Regions from separate parts of the Ovis aries genome. Here region 1 is linked to region 2. A link is a contact called in public Hi-C data. All regions are on one chromosome and are shown on one strand. Each heading gives the region's core, a stretch centred on a gene start, on an enhancer-like site or on the middle of the called end of the contact. The rest is flanking DNA. Distances are from core to core; before and after follow the strand shown.

What was found. A called contact is a pair of places that touch in the nucleus more often than the background predicts.
Region 1: a Hi-C map of mesenteric adipose tissue shows a contact between it and region 2, with 4 times the contacts expected there. The contact joins two enhancer-like sites. A contact is called at or near these places in 13 of 16 Hi-C or Micro-C datasets (blood, hypothalamus, liver and 6 more).

The regions. Positions count from the first base shown.
Region 1 is chr8:63,125,366-63,133,129 of ARS-UI_Ramb_v3.0, reverse strand. It overlaps the pseudogene LOC101113418. Among named protein-coding and RNA genes, the nearest start is that of PERP, 74 kb to the left of the region's middle. Within about 2 kb of position 4,164, at least 5 of the 54 cell types and tissues checked have an H3K27ac peak or open chromatin away from gene starts, as enhancers often do.
Region 2 is chr8:62,848,919-62,856,485 of ARS-UI_Ramb_v3.0, reverse strand. No RefSeq gene overlaps it. Among named protein-coding and RNA genes, the nearest start is that of TNFAIP3, 170 kb to the left of the region's middle. Within about 2 kb of position 3,930, at least 8 of the 54 cell types and tissues checked have an H3K27ac peak or open chromatin away from gene starts, as enhancers often do.

The sequences.
Region 1 (7,764 bases), core at 2,915-5,414, 280 kb before region 2:
GCTTTTACTCAGAACACGATGGGAGCCACTGCAAGTCTTTAAGCACAGATGTGACATGTTGGGACTCACTTTTTTCAATACCAAAGAAAATCATTTTAATGTGTAGTAGCTTTCTTCTTGGGCTTTTATTATTCTCCACTTCTTACATGTGTAATTGGATTACACAAAATATTTTTGTATTTTATTCTTGTTTATAATAAGCATTTGCTATTGCAAACATTTTAATGGTTGCACAACTTTCCATCATGTGGATAAATCATAGTTTATTTGGCTTTCTGAAGTGACAAAACAACAAAACCAGAATCTGCAGAAGGAAGTAAAATTACCATCTAAGTTATGCGAAAAAGTGAAAGTGTTAGTCATTCAGGTGTGTCCAACTCTTTACGACCCTGTGGAATGTAGTCTGCCAGGATCCTGTGTCCATGAAATTCTCCTGGCAAGAATACTGCAGTGGGTTGCCATGTGCTGTATACAAACATTGTTGTGTAGTTGCTAAGTCGTGTCCGACTCTCTTGCAACCTCATGGACTGCAGCTCTCCAGGCTCCTCTGTCCATGGCATATCCCAGGCAAGAACACTGGAGTGGGTTGCCATTTCCTTCTCCAGGGACTTATGTTTTTAAAGAATCACTGGCTGCTGTGTTGGGAAGTGATGGAGGTGGGGGAGGACAGGAATCAGGACATACTAGGACCTGGTGGAGTTGTCTTTTTTTTTTCTACTTCCCTGGTTTATTTGTCTTAAGACATGTTATCTTGTAACTTGAACATCTAAGTTATGCCCTGAAAATTCAAAGCAAAAAGTAAAATCATACGGAAAACCCGAAACGTCAATACATCTAAACAGACGTTTGCTTGTAGTTTTTGGTATCCAAAACCTTTTTTCCACACATAGCGCAGATGCCCTTTTTGTAGGCACAGCCCTGGCAATAATGAGAACGGGGTTGGTGTACAGAACTTTTACAAATTCTGCAAGTGGAGAACTTATTCTTTCCATACGGATCAAACCTTGCTTTTTTTTGAGGTCAAAGCCTTATTTTCGTTCAGCTTTCTTCCACCGCTTTCTGTGGTATTCCTTGCACCATCTTTCCATGTATCTGGAGTGATAACAGTACCAAGCTTCTTTTCACATTTTTCGCACACCATCCTTTCGCGATGATACCCTCAGCCGCAGAACAAGCAGCAGCTGGAAGATATCAACACTACAGCCAAGCTGGAGTTGTCTTTGATTCATTACTCGAAACACTAATTCTAAACTCAAACCTTGATGGCCACTTGCTTCTCACAACTGTCCTCTTCTGGAAACAAGGTGGCTCCACAGGTTGGCGCCTACCCACCTTTCCTCACCTCACAGGCACCCCCTACTGGCTGTAATCAGAACTGAAGGGCTCTGGCTCACAGACTTCAGAGCCTAGTTCCCTGCACTGTCACCTAATGAGAGGAGGAGAAAGAGGGAAGTGAGAGTAAAGGGAACATCCTACGCTGGGATTCCTTATTTGAGAGGCATGGACAGATAACCATATTCACAGGGCTTTCCTGGAGAATTCCCTTTGTGAATCTGGTTTGGCTGTACTAGTTGACTCCCCCCGTCACAGAAGGGTATCAAGGAGAGCAGAGTCACGGAGTAACAGACAGGTGTGAACAGATGGGTCATGTAGACTGACATGCCTGGTCCTGGACACGAAGATAAGAGCAGCTGGAGAAAGACCTGGGAGAGGTAATGTGGGGAGAACCAGTGCGTGCTTAATCAGGAACAATGAGCCTCCCCTGCCCTGCTTTGTGGCATGCGAGAGAGAAATGAGTTTGAAGTCCTGTCTGGGATTCCCTGAAGTCTGGAGGAAGCTGGGTGGTGTCTGATGGGCAGCCCCTCTATTACTAAGTGGAAAGGTCAGTGATGGTCACTATCTGCAATACTAAATGACATTTCTCAGTAACATCATTTCTGCTTTATGGCAGAAAGCAAAGAGGAACTAAAGAGCCTCTTGATGAAGGTGAAAGAGAGGGAAAAAGCTGGCATAAAACTCAACATTCAGAAAACAAAGATCGTGGCATCCTGTCCAATCACTTCATGGCAAATACATGGGGAAACAGTGCCAGGCTTTATCGTCTTGGGCTCCAAAATCACTGCAGATGGTGACTGCAGCCACAAAATTAAAAAAAAGCTTGCTCCTTGGAAGAATAGCTATGACCAACCTAGACAGCATATTAAAAAGCAGAGACATTACTTTGCTGATATGGCCTGTCTAGTCAAAGCTATGGTTTTTCCGGTAGTCATGTATGGATGTGAGAGTTGGACCATAAAGAAGGCCGTGTGCTAAAATATTAATGCTTTTGAGCTGTGGTGTTGAAGAAAATTCTTGAGAGTCCTTTGGACTGCAAGGAGATCAAACCAGTCAGTCCTAAAGGAAATCAGGCCTGAATGTTCATTGGAAGGACAGATGCTGAAGCTGAAGCTCCAATAATTTGGCCACCTGATGCGAAGAGCCAACTCATTGGAAAAGACCTTAATGCTGGGAAAGATTGAAGGCAGGAGGAGAAGGGGATGACAGAGGACAAGATGATTAGATGGCATCACTGACTCAGTGGACATGAGTTTGAGCAAGCTCGGGGAAATGGTGAAGGACAGGGAAGCCTGGCGTGCTGCAGTCCATGGGGCTGAAAAGAGTCAGATACCACTGAGCAACTGAACAACAGCAACATCGTGCCTTATAGAGCTTTGCACAGAGCAGCCTTCATAAATGCTTAGGGAGAAAAATTGAAGACTCTGTTGTAAAAGTGTCACCTTTTGAATAGCAGTCTCTGAGTTTGTCCACAGCACAGTGCCCTCTAGGATAAAAATAGATTATAGTCCATAAATGTCTTGCAATTATATTCTTACAGATTGAATTTGTCATATGTATTTTTATGACTATTCAAGAAGACAAACTGAGTGATGAACTTCTAATCACTGTCTCTGTAGGTAAACCATCAGATGGCTTACAGAATGGAATTATTCCAGATGGCTGAATGTATATAGAGTCCAGAGTAATTTAAATGTTTGAGACATGACAGGAGTATAATGTCCATAGTAAAACCAAAAAGTCAGAGATATTCAGCTTCTTACCCTGGCTCTCATCTTACCTAACTGTACATTCTTAGACACTTACGTTTGAGATGACATGATATCTGTGTTTACCATCAGTCAGGCACTGTTTTAAGTTCTTTATGTGTATTCACTTGTATAAACCTCACATGCTGCTGCTGCTGCTGCTAAGTTGCTTCGGTCGTGTCTGACTCTGTGTGACCCCATAGACGGCAGCCCACCGGGCTCCTCTGTCCCTGGGATTGAATGCTATTATTATTCCCACTTTACAGATGAGGAAACCAAAGCACAGGAAGATGAAGTGACTAGTTCAGAGACATATGTATGTTGGGCATCCCTGAGACCTACCCCAGGTTGAGTGATCTGCTAGGACGACTTACAGGACTCAGCATGCAGTCATGCTCATGGCTGTGATCCATTACAGTGAAAAGATACCAAGTAAAATAAGCAAAGGAAAAAGGCACAGAGAACAAAGTTGAGGGGAAACCAGACACAAGCTTCCAAGAGTCCCCTCCTGATACAGTCACCCAGGATGCACTAATGTCCCCAACAAAGAGTGGTGACAACACATGTGAAGTGACTCCCAAGGAAGCTCATTAGTGACTCAATGCCTGGATACTTACTGGAGGCTGGTTGTGTAGACGATCTCTGCCCAGCATGTGTACAAATTCCAGGCTCCCAGAAGGAAAGCAGATATTCAGCGTGAATTGTACTGCTTGCCCAGTTCAGGCACAGGAGGCACGCTTATCAATTTGGGAAATGGAGTGAACAGTCTCAAAATCCAAGTTGCTAGATACCAACCAAGGATCAACCTCACAGAGAAGCCTTTTCAAGACCAGTAGTCACACTTAATATGTCAACACTTTTCTGTTCATGCATCTGCTAACTGGAAGGGCTAGGCTTCCATCACAAATAGATTCTGGAGGCCAACTGCTGAAGCACTGTCCATGGGTTATCAGAGGTGTCCAACAGATAGATTCAGGATCCTGGAATTCAGGGGAGAGTCTGGTTAGAGATGTCGGTATGGGAGTTGCTGGCCAGAGTCACACTGAAAGCTGAGGAAGTGAATGTAGTCTGAGCTGAAAAAAGGTCAGAGGACTCTACCCTGAGGCACTCCCCACATCCAGAGTTCATGTGAGGATGAAGTTCAGTGGACAATAAAAAGAGGCCAGTGCATTCAGAGGAAAACCAAGAGGAAGTCATGACCGACCAGCCAAATGAAGTTAGTGTTTCAAGAAGGGAGAGAGGGACAACAGATACTGCGAATGGATGAGACAAAAAAGACTCTGCAGTGACCCTGGGGCTTGACCATGTGCCGGTTGCTGTCTTTGCCCAGAACTCTTGCAGTGGGAGAGTCAGGCAGAAGTCTGACTGGAGTGGGTTCTAGAGAGCATGGGAAGAATGAAAGTGGAGATCACAAAGGATTAAAAAACTCTTTAAGGCATTTTGCTCTAAAAGAAAAGGGACAAGTGGGATAATAACTCGGGGGGGAAAGTAGATTTCAGAAGATGTGTGTGTGTAACATGGGAGCTATTCTAGCATGTTTGTATGTTATGGGGACTGCGCTAAGACAGGAGGGAAAGGACTGAGGCATGAGATCAGGTGGGCCATGGTGTCCGTGAGTAGGTGAAAAGGGATGGGACATAATGTACAGAATTGGTTTTTATTGACCTAATGATCATGAGCTGCTCCTCCAGAGTTGCAGAAGGGAAGGCAAATGGTCTGAGCACCTAGGCAGGTGGGGTGGGTGGGTGAATGGGGAGATGACAGGGTGTGGAATTTCTCTTTTGGTTGCTTCAACTTTCACCATAAAATGGAAGCAAATGTTTAGCAGAGTCAGGAAGAGGGAGAATGCGATGGAAGTTTGAAGAGGGGGGAAGGTACGTGATCGTCATCTACAAGGTCACGGGAGCGAGCTGACTCGGGAAATATGACAGAACTGCTTGGGTTAGTATGGGCCTAGCAGAATCTCAGATATCTGCTGCCATGAATTTAAAATAAGACCAGCTGCCATGGTGGGGTGTTTTTTCTAGCCCTGTGCGGGGGTAGGGCTGCAGGCACAGAGTGATAGTTCAGTTCAGTTGCTCAGTCATGTCTGACTCTTTGCGACCCCATGAATTGCAGCATGCCAGGCCTCCCTGTCCATCACCAACTTCCGGAGTTCACTCAGATTTACGTCCATCGAGTCAGTGATGCCATCCAGCCATCTCATCCTCTGTCATCCCCTTCTCCTCCTGCCCCCAATCCCTCCCAGCATCAGAGTCTTTTCCAATGAGTCAACTCTTCACATGAGGTGGCCAAAGTACTGGAGTTTCAGCTTTAGCATCATTCCTTCCAAAGAAATCCCAGGACTGATCTCCTTCAGAATGGACTGGTTGGATCTCCTTGCAGTCCAAGGGACTCTCAAGAGTCTTCTCCAACACCACAGTTCAAAAGCATCAACTCTTCGGTGCTCAGCCTTCTTCACAGTCCAACTCTCACATCGATACATGACCAATGGAAAAACCATAGCCTTGACTAGACGGACCTTAGTCGGCAAAGTAATGTCTCTGCTTTTGAATGTACTATCTAGGTTGGTCATAACTTTTCTTCCAAGGAGTAAGAGTCTTTTAATTTCATGGCTGCAGTCACCATCTGCAGTGATTCTGGAGCCCAAAAAAACAAAGTCTGACACTGTTTCTATTGTTTCCCCATCTATTTGCCATGAAGTGATGGGACTGGATGCCATGATCTTCGTTTTCTGAATGTTGAGCTTTAAGCCCACTTTTTTACTCTCCTCCTCACTTTCTGCTATAAGGGTGGTGTCATCTGCATATCTGAGGTTATTGATATTTCTCCCAGCAATCTTGATGCCAGCTTGTGTTTCTTCCAGTCCAGCATTTCTCATGATGTACTCTGCATAGAAGTTAAATAAGCAGGGTGACAATATACAGCCTTGACGTACTCCTTTTCCTATTTGGAACCAGTCTGTTGTTCCATAGAGGGTGGGGTTAACCAGGGTGGGGTTTGGCCAGGCAGGTGTAAGGAAGAGCATGGAGGGAGGGAGCAGGGAAGTTTATCTACGGAAGGGGAGGCAGAGTGTTGTAGGGCTCAATTCTCACGCCTTCCTGCTGGGTGGGAAAGGAGGGCCTCAAAAGTCATTTCCTTTTCATGTAAAATGGATTGTACAATAATCTCACCAAGAGTACAAGGCTTATCTGTGATATAAAGTCTATTGCTTTTGCTGACTCTGACTTACCTTTGTACCAACGGCCCAGGCTGGTAACCACTAATCCACAGAGAACCAGTGACAGGTAGCAGCAACTTTCTCTGGTGTCCGTCCCCGTGGCCTTGAAACAAGCACCCTCTCCAAGATGCTCTCTCCAAGCTTGACCCTCACCCCTTACAATCAGTACACACCATTCGCCAAGCCAGCCAGGTAGCTGCCAGCCCTCCCTTGATGGGAAATAGGTTTTGACAGGTTGATTAGTTGTTCCCACCCAGGTGTGAGGCCTGGTTCCTCCCTCTCCGGCCCCTTACCTGTCAGAGGACTTTGATTCTCTATTTCTTACTCAGCTTATAGCCTCTTGTCAAGCACACATCTCTGGGGTCCCTCGGTTTGTTCTTTCTTGATTGCAGCCTGCAATGACTCAGCCTGCTTTCCCAACCCTTCCTGTCCCTTGAGGGCCAGGCCAGCACCCCATCCTGGGGTCCCTCCCTTCCTAGTCATCTCTGAAGAAAGCTCCCCAGGTCCTTTTGACTTTAAAAGACTTACTGAAGCGCCAATACTTTGGCCACCTGATGTGAACTGCTGACTTACTGGAAAAGACCTTGATATTGAGAAAGGTTGAAGGCAGGAGGGGAAGAGGATGACAGAGGATGAGATGGTTGGATGGCATTACCGATTCAATGGACATGAATTTGGGCAAACTCCGGGAGATGGTGATGGACAGGGAAGCCTGGCGAGCTGCAGTCCATGGGGTCGCAAAGAGTCGGACACGACTTGGCGACTGAACAACAACATTGCATATCATAAGTGTACAGGACTACAAATAGATCACAGGTAACTAAAACTGGCGTAATACAGAATTTCTAGAATCCCAACACAGTTGGCGCAACTATGCTTCGATTTCTGGATGGGTTCCAGCCTGGGATGGTGGCTTAGAAAACTATCCAACCTTCCCTCCTCTGTGTCTCTGACACAACTACCACACTCACTACACTTCTGACATGAAATGGGTGTCAGGGTTTCCCATACTAAGCAATTTCTGTGACACCAGCTGGGTGTCCTACAGTTTAACTCAGTTCTGTGCTGTCTACCTAGAGGTAGTGTCTGACCCCACAGGTGAAGGGTTCAGTCCCAAAAGACTGCCCCTTCCCCCACCTCAGAAGCCAAATGCAAGTGGAGGTCCTCAGGTTTCCACAGCTTCTGCTGGACACGGCTACACACCTGATCTTCTCCCCCTGGGACTTGATTATTTACTAGAACAGCTCACAGAGCTCAGGGACACACTTTTGTTTACTAGTTTGTTAAAGGGTACAGATGAGCAGCCTGATGAAGCGCTACATAGGGTGAGTTCTGGAAGGGTCATGGATTCAGGAGCATCTGTCCCCGTGGAGTTGGGGAGCATCACCAGCTGGTACAGGGATGTGTTCACCACCTGGGAAGTTCTCTGAACCCCTTACTTTGGGATTTCCCTGGAGGCAT
Region 2 (7,567 bases), core at 2,681-5,180:
AAGCCAAAATTCTCATAGGGATCTACAGGGCCTCTTGGGACAGTCTCTGTGCTCTCTCTCCCTTGACTTCTGGCAGGCCTCCTTGCTGTCCCTGGAGCTTGCCAGAAAAGCTCACAACTGGGGCTCTTTGTATATACAGGTCCCACGTCTGGACTGATCTTCCTGAGGATGGCTATCTGCCTGTCTTGCTCCTTAAACCCCTTCAAGTCTTTGCTCAAATGTTGCCTTCTCAATCAGATTTTTCTTGACCACTCTATTTAAACTACCCCCCCTCCATCTCCCTTTTGTGCTCTATTTTTGATGCTAAAGCACTTTTCATTTTTGTCACGTGGAAAATTATTCCACGGCTATGACAACCTTAAGGGTCACAACTAGGCAAGCTCTCAAAGAAAGGCTCACAAGTTGAATAAAGATGATTGAATCACATAGTTTATTAAATTAATTAAAACTCGCAATGGCTTCCCTGGTGGCTCAGATGGTAAAGAATTTGCCTGTAATTCAGGAGACCAGGGTTCAATCCCTGGGTCGGGAAGATCCCCTGGAGAAGGGAATGACAACCCACTCCAGTATTTTTGCCTGGAGAATCCCACGGACAGAGGAGCCTGGTGGGCTACAGTCGATGGGGTGGCCAAAGAGTCGGACACAACTGAGCAACTAAGCATGCATGCACACGGAGCAGAATTAAGTACTCTCAAACGATCCTGCTAGAAGGTACCTTACTGCCTTCTAGCACATCACATGTTTTATTTACTTTGTTGATCATCTGTCTCACCCAACTAGGATGGAAATGCTGTGAACACAAGAAATTTCGTCTGTTTTCTTCACAGATGTATCTCAGAACCTAGATGTGTGCATAACACAAAGTGAACACTTTCTAAGTATTAAAAAATTGTCCAAAAATGAATGAAATCTTGAAAACCATGGGATTAAACCAAATAATGTGTGAATTGCAATGGGACAGGGTGAGGACCGATGACTTGGAACAGGAAAGGAAGAAGAAAGTGAAAGCCAGATCCGACAGGCCCTGTCCTGCCGGATGCCTGCCAATCCCTCTCCAGCCTGCCTGCATAGGGCTGAGGAGAGCACTCATTCTGAAACTATGAAGATCACCTCTTCTGGAAACGGTCATATTTCTTCTCTAAGTTCTCAAGGTAGCTTTTCTTTTCCTTACTTTACTCACCGTCAAACAAGTTTTGATCACATACTCTTGAAATATTTGTTTTATGAACAAATATCCTGTCACAGTTGTATTGAGATTTCATAGCCATTGTGAGGATTGATGCCTTAAAGTGACTTCAGACACTTACCCCAGTTAGGCTTACATCACTCAAGCTGAAGTGTAACTGAGGCAGAGGTTGCAAACTGAAGAATCTTGGGCATATCTAGGTCTTAGGCCTTGTATTAGAATGTTCTAGCTGCTGTCACAAAATACCACAAACTGGTTGGCTTCAACAACAGAAACACATTTCTCACAGTTTTGGAGGCTAGAAGTCCAAAACCACGTGCTGGCAGTTACAATTCCAGGTGAGGGCTCTCTGCATGGCTGGTAGACAGCCACCATTTTGCCATGGGCTTACATCAGTTCAGTTCAGTTCAGTCGCTCTGTCGTGTCCGACTCTTTGCGACCCCATGAATCACAGCACGACAGGCCTCCCTGTCCATCACCAACTCCCGGAGTTTATCCAAATTCATGTCCATCAGGTCGGTGATGCCATCCAGACATCTCATCCTCTGTCGTCCGCTTCTCCTCCTGCCCCCAATCCCTCCCAGCATCAGAGTCTTTTCCAATGAGTCAGCTCTTCGGATGAGGTGGCCAAAGTACTGGAGTTTCAGCGTTAGTATCATTCCTGCCAAAGAACACCCAGGACTGATCTCCTTTAGAATGGACTGGTTGGATCTCCTTACAGTCCACGGGCTTACATAGCTTTTCCTTAATGTGTGCATAGGATATTTTTCTCTCTTCCTCTTCTGATAAGGCCATTCTTCCTATTGGATTGGGGCCCTAGACTTAGATTTCACTTAACCGTAATTACTTCCTTAGGACCCTGTCTCCAAATATAGTCATTTTGAGAGTTAGGGTTTCAACATATAAATTCATGAGGGATATAATTTAGTTGAAAGCAGATCCAGCTTTTTTTTTCTTTCATTTTTAAATGTTACTTTTCAACTTTAGAAAATCACATATTTCCTATAAAATCCAAATTTAGTCCTTTGCTTCTGCTGGCCTGTTTTATTCATTTTACCTGACCAGCTCCTTTAGACATTTAAGTTTTGACCCCTGGCCTATCAGTAAATCAGTGACTAGGTTTTTCTAAACTGAAATTTCAGACATATAAATTCATGAGTATGAATATGTTTATGGCAGAATAAGACAAAATGCCTGATAATAGGATTGTTATGGAAAATTGTGAATACATGGATAACAATAATGATAAATGGCCTAATTCTCTATATTTGTAAACCAGTGGTTGGGGAGACCCTCAATTTAGCTTGCTGTTTTATGCCAGTAACACTGACCCCAAATTCTATTTGTAAATTTTTTTCAATAGAAAATGCACATGTTTAAAGCAAACACAGCCCTCCATGGCCAAGTTTTGTAACTTTTCTTTGGCCATGAGCCAACAGAGGAGTTTTACCTTAGAACCCTATACGCAGGGATACACGCTGATGTATTGTGCATGTGTGCGTTCAGTCTCTCAGTCATGTCCAGCTCTTTGCAACCCCATTGACGATAGCCTGCCAAGGTCCTCTGTCCATGGAATTTTCCAGGCAAGAATAATGCAGTGGGCTGCCATTTCCTTCTCCAGGGGATCTTCCTAACCCAGGAATCAAACCTGTGTCTCCTGAGTCTCCTGACTCAGGGGGATTCTTTACCGCTTAAGCCATCTGGGAAGCCCGTATTGTATATATTGTAGCATGTTATATTGTATTGTAATAATATATTGAATCATAATATAAAGTATTCTACAATGCTTGTTATGGCCTACATAGGTGATTTCCAAAACATGGATTAATTGTGACTAGTAGCTTAAAAAACTCTGTTTTTCTTTTTCTTTTTTTTTAAAGTACTACTCTAGTGGGCTGTCTACCAGGTTTTGATTTTCTTTGTTGAATACTTTTATTTACCCAAAGGATCGTTTGATTTGGGGGTTTTTTTTTGTTGTTGTTTATTTTTAAAATATGAGCCAAGCCAAATATTTTCTAGGGAAAATAATTTTTTTTCTATTGGAAACACCCTTTGGAACTTTTTGGGTCACAGATCAGAAATGTTTGGGGCTGGAAGGAATTGCAGTGGTCAACTCAGCATAAATCATTCAAATATTAGTGTTCATTCACGTTAAAGCTCTCCTAAAAAGGAAAATCACAAAAATCGCTCCCTGTGCCTTTCGACTCTTCCCGAGATAACTAGTTACCAACTTATTTGGTAAGCTCTATCTAGATAAAGAGAGGGGGAAAAAACCCTATGATTTTGTTGCACACCTAAATTGCTGCTTGATGACAGGGACAGTTTCAGAGGAGCTGAAGGATGGAGAAGTGGACCTTTACTGAGAAAAATACCTTTGAATGCAGTTATTGATGAAGAAAGATGGATCACGTGCTGCCATCTATCGGTGACGCTATGAAACAGCAGTGTCTAAAGGTTGGCAATTTTTAATGCCACTTGTTTTTCTAAAAATTCTGTTTTGCAGGGAACTCAAGTTAGTTTCACTTATTCTCCAATATTTACTTCTCAGGCAGTGTTGGCTTCACGCTAAAGCATCTGTGGATGGAAATGACCCATCTTTCACCCTCACGAAGTTTGTCTGTAAAGTAGACTAAAGGGAAGGGGGAATTCCCACCCTGTTTCATTACTGTCCAAGCCGACATACTTCCCCTTCAGGATGGTTTGAAGGAAGGCGGGACTGTCTGCTCATGTCAGAGTTGATTTCAAAGAACGTTCTGTTCCCAGCCATTAGATATCTCTGATTGCTTCACTGGTCTCATGATTACCCTATGCTATGTGCAGAGCACGACTTTAAACCAAAATAGTCCCACCCTGTTTGGAAGCTTGTTGATTCTATGAATGCTGCACCATTGTGAATAGCCCTGTGAGTTTATCTATTAGTGAGGAAAACAGGACATAGAGGCTCTCCTGCTTTCATTCTTAAAGGGTCCCTGTTCATTAAAAAAATTTTTTTTTTATATGGCTTGCCTAAGTAGATTTAATAAACTTGTGTATCTAAAATGTTTACACTGAATAAAATTATCATTTTAATGGAAAAATTCAATTCAATTTGTATTATTCATTATATAACTATAAGGTTTATTTAAAATATTAATTCATAAGGCATACTAGCAATGGAATGAATAGCCATGGCACACAGGTTTAAAGCACAGTGAGTATGTAAAGGCATGTATATGCCAGGCACTCTACTGAATTCTGGGATTCATCAGTGAAGAAGGCATACTAAAATTTCTAACTCTCAAGCATACATTCCGATGGGGAGAGATAAATATTGAATAAAGGAAGCCGACAATTATATATAGCACTGGAAATAGTGATGAGTGTTGCTGGGACTGGGCTTGAGGAATGTGTTTGGCAGGATGGGTTGTATTTTGAGTTGGGTGGTTAGCCTATGGAGAAGCTGGCATCTGAGCAGAGACGTGGAGTATGTGAAGGTATTAGCTATGTGGGTGTAGGGAGGAGAACTCCAGGCAAGGGCAGCAAGCAGCTCGTGCAAAGGCCCTGAGGCAAGAGTGTTCCTGATTAATGAAGGAGGCTGGCTTGGCTGGAGTGAAGAGGAGGGCAGTGGAGACTAGGAGATGAGGTTGGGAGAAAAATCTGTTGGGCCTACCTAACTACGCTGGGTTTATTTAACTACCCAGAACGCTTTAGGTCAGGGATTCCATGTGCTAAACCCAGATAGCAGCTATGTGGCCCTGTTCTAACATCCGCAGCTTCTCAAGGCCAGGAAAGCACATGGCCTCAGTCGGTACATCCTGAAGAAGCAAATCTGCTTTGCCTACCTCGCCTCTGTGCCTGGTGCCTTCACCCCTCAGACTGGCTCTCATTCTTTCTCCTTCAGAGCAGCCTTCAGCTTGGCACAGGCACCAGGCAGAGGAGGAAGGGCAGTGGCTGACTCTGGGCCCCACCTCCATGCCACACTTCTGCTCCCAGGATAGCAACAAACCCAGCTGGGATCTGTGTTATTCGTGCTTCCTGATGCTGATTCTGAAGCCTCAGAAAGGATGGTGTTGCCAGACGTCAGTAAGCCGTGCACCTCCTCTCTCTCCTTCTTGGTCTCAAAGTTAACATCATCCTTATGTTTAACATCTGTGCTAAATGTCCTCTCATTCTTACTCCCAAATTTTCTCTAATTCAAAGTTTTTCAGCTTCAACCCTAATGACCTTTTGGGCTGGATAATTTTTTATTGTGGGGGCCACCTTTTGTATTATGGTGCAGTCGTGTATTGGAGGATTCTTGCTATTTTGTTTAGTTGCTATATCATGGCTGACCCAATTGGACTGTAGCCCCCTAGGCTCCTCTGCCTTTGGAATTTCCCAGGCAAGAATACTGGAGTGGGTTGCTGTTCCCTCTTCCAGGGAATCTTCCTGATCCAGGGATCAAACCTATGTCTTATGCACTGGCAGGCAGATTCTTACCACTGAGCCACCTGGGAAGCCTCTTTTATAGTATACTACTGTTGCTGCTAAGTCGTTTCAGTTGTGTCCTACTCTGTGTGACCCCAGAGACGGCAGCCCACCAGGCTCCCCCATCCCTGGGATTCTCCAGGCAAGAACACTGGAGTGGGTTGCCATTTCCGTCTCCAATGCATGTCCCTTCTCCTTTCTTCCCATACTCCACCTTCTTAGATGGATTTCCTGGTGGCTCAGTCAGTAAAGAATCTGCCAACAATGCAGGAGACCCAGGTTCAGTCCCTGGGTTGGGAAGATCCCCTGCAGGCAGAAATGGCAACCCACTCCAGTATTCTTGCCTGGAGAATTCGATGGACAGAGAAGCCTGGTAGGCTATAGTCCACGGGGTCATGAAGAGTCAGACGCAACTGACTGACTAATACTTTTCCTTTCCTTTCCACCTTCTTATGTAATCTTAATCTGTCAATGATTATTTCTGGACCAATTAGAAGGGAGGTGCTGGCCCTTTGCTCTGCTAGCTACTAGTACAATATGTCTCCCTCAAAGCTGCTGTTTTAATCACCTTATCTGCATCCCAACTCCCTGATGTATTGATGCTGTTTGGACAGTGTGGTTCTTTCATATATGGTCTGACTTTTACCCAGTAAATAATCATGTCTTTATTGTCTTTATTTGGTAATTTTCCTTGTGAACTTGAGAAATGTTTTTTGTTGACAATAATACTAACGACAGAAAGCTCCAAAGCATTGTTAGACGCCAAAATAATCTTTGGCAGAAAATCCTGGGAAACTCCCGGACTAGTGGGAAAATTACTGGGTTTTGTATGATATGACAAGCCTTCATGGATCCTAGGGAGGGAGCTGTTAGCTGAGTTGCAGGTGGAACTGATGAAACATTTATTATGAAATGTTATATAAAATGAGTGGTTGAGAAGTGATAGAAACTGATCTCAGCCTTCCACATTATAATCAGAGAAAGCGCAGCTCAGAGACAGTGAGAGCCTGAGAGGCCCATGAGAAATCAGCTAACATAATCCCCTCATTTAGGAAATAGCAAAACAGAGGGCAGAGAATAAATGCTTTTCCCAAAGGACCTAAAGAACATCAGAGTCTGGATTTGAACTCAGAGCTCCTGATTCGCTGTTCTGATTTGTGATGAAGTTTCCTCAATCCATGTGTGTGTGTGTTGTGTGTGTGTGTGTGTGTGTGTGTGTGTGTGTGTTAGTTGATCAGTCATGTCCAACTCTCTGTAACCCCATGGACTATAGCTCTCCAGGCTCCTCTATCCATGGGATTCTTCAAGCAAGAATACTGGAGTGGGTTGCCATTTCTTTCTCCAGGGGATCTTCCCAACCCAAGGATCAAACTGGGGTCTTTTGCATTGCTGGGAGACTCCTTACCATCTAAGCCACTGGGGAAGCCCCTTCCTCAATCCATAGAAACATTTAAAAAATAAGGATATTTTAGAAAGGCTGTCCTAAATAAGAATTTGTTACTTTTTTAAAACTGTCATTTATCCTGAGATTTATGCCCTTCTGGCCCTTACATCTTTTTTTTTTTTTTAGAAAAATTATTGTCTCTATTAATAAATAATGACTCTAGATGTATTTGGAGTTTTGGGGGTTTTCTTAGTGCTTGTATTTTGGCAATGCCAAAGCAATTTACCACCACCACCACTTAAAAACAAAACAAAACAAAAATCTGGGAACCATTGATGTAGACTCCTTTGGTCCAAAGAATGAGAGAGATTTTCTTTTCTCTAGAGGTCAAGGCAGGAGGCACAGGCCCATTGGGTGACAGAAGATGGAGACCCCAGATGAGCAATTTCTATGATATCCAATGACCCAGACTTTGGCTTCTCTGGAATCACTCTTCTTTTTGCCATTCACTCCCTCTCAGTGAATGAGAACTGTTTGGAGACCTTGGGCAT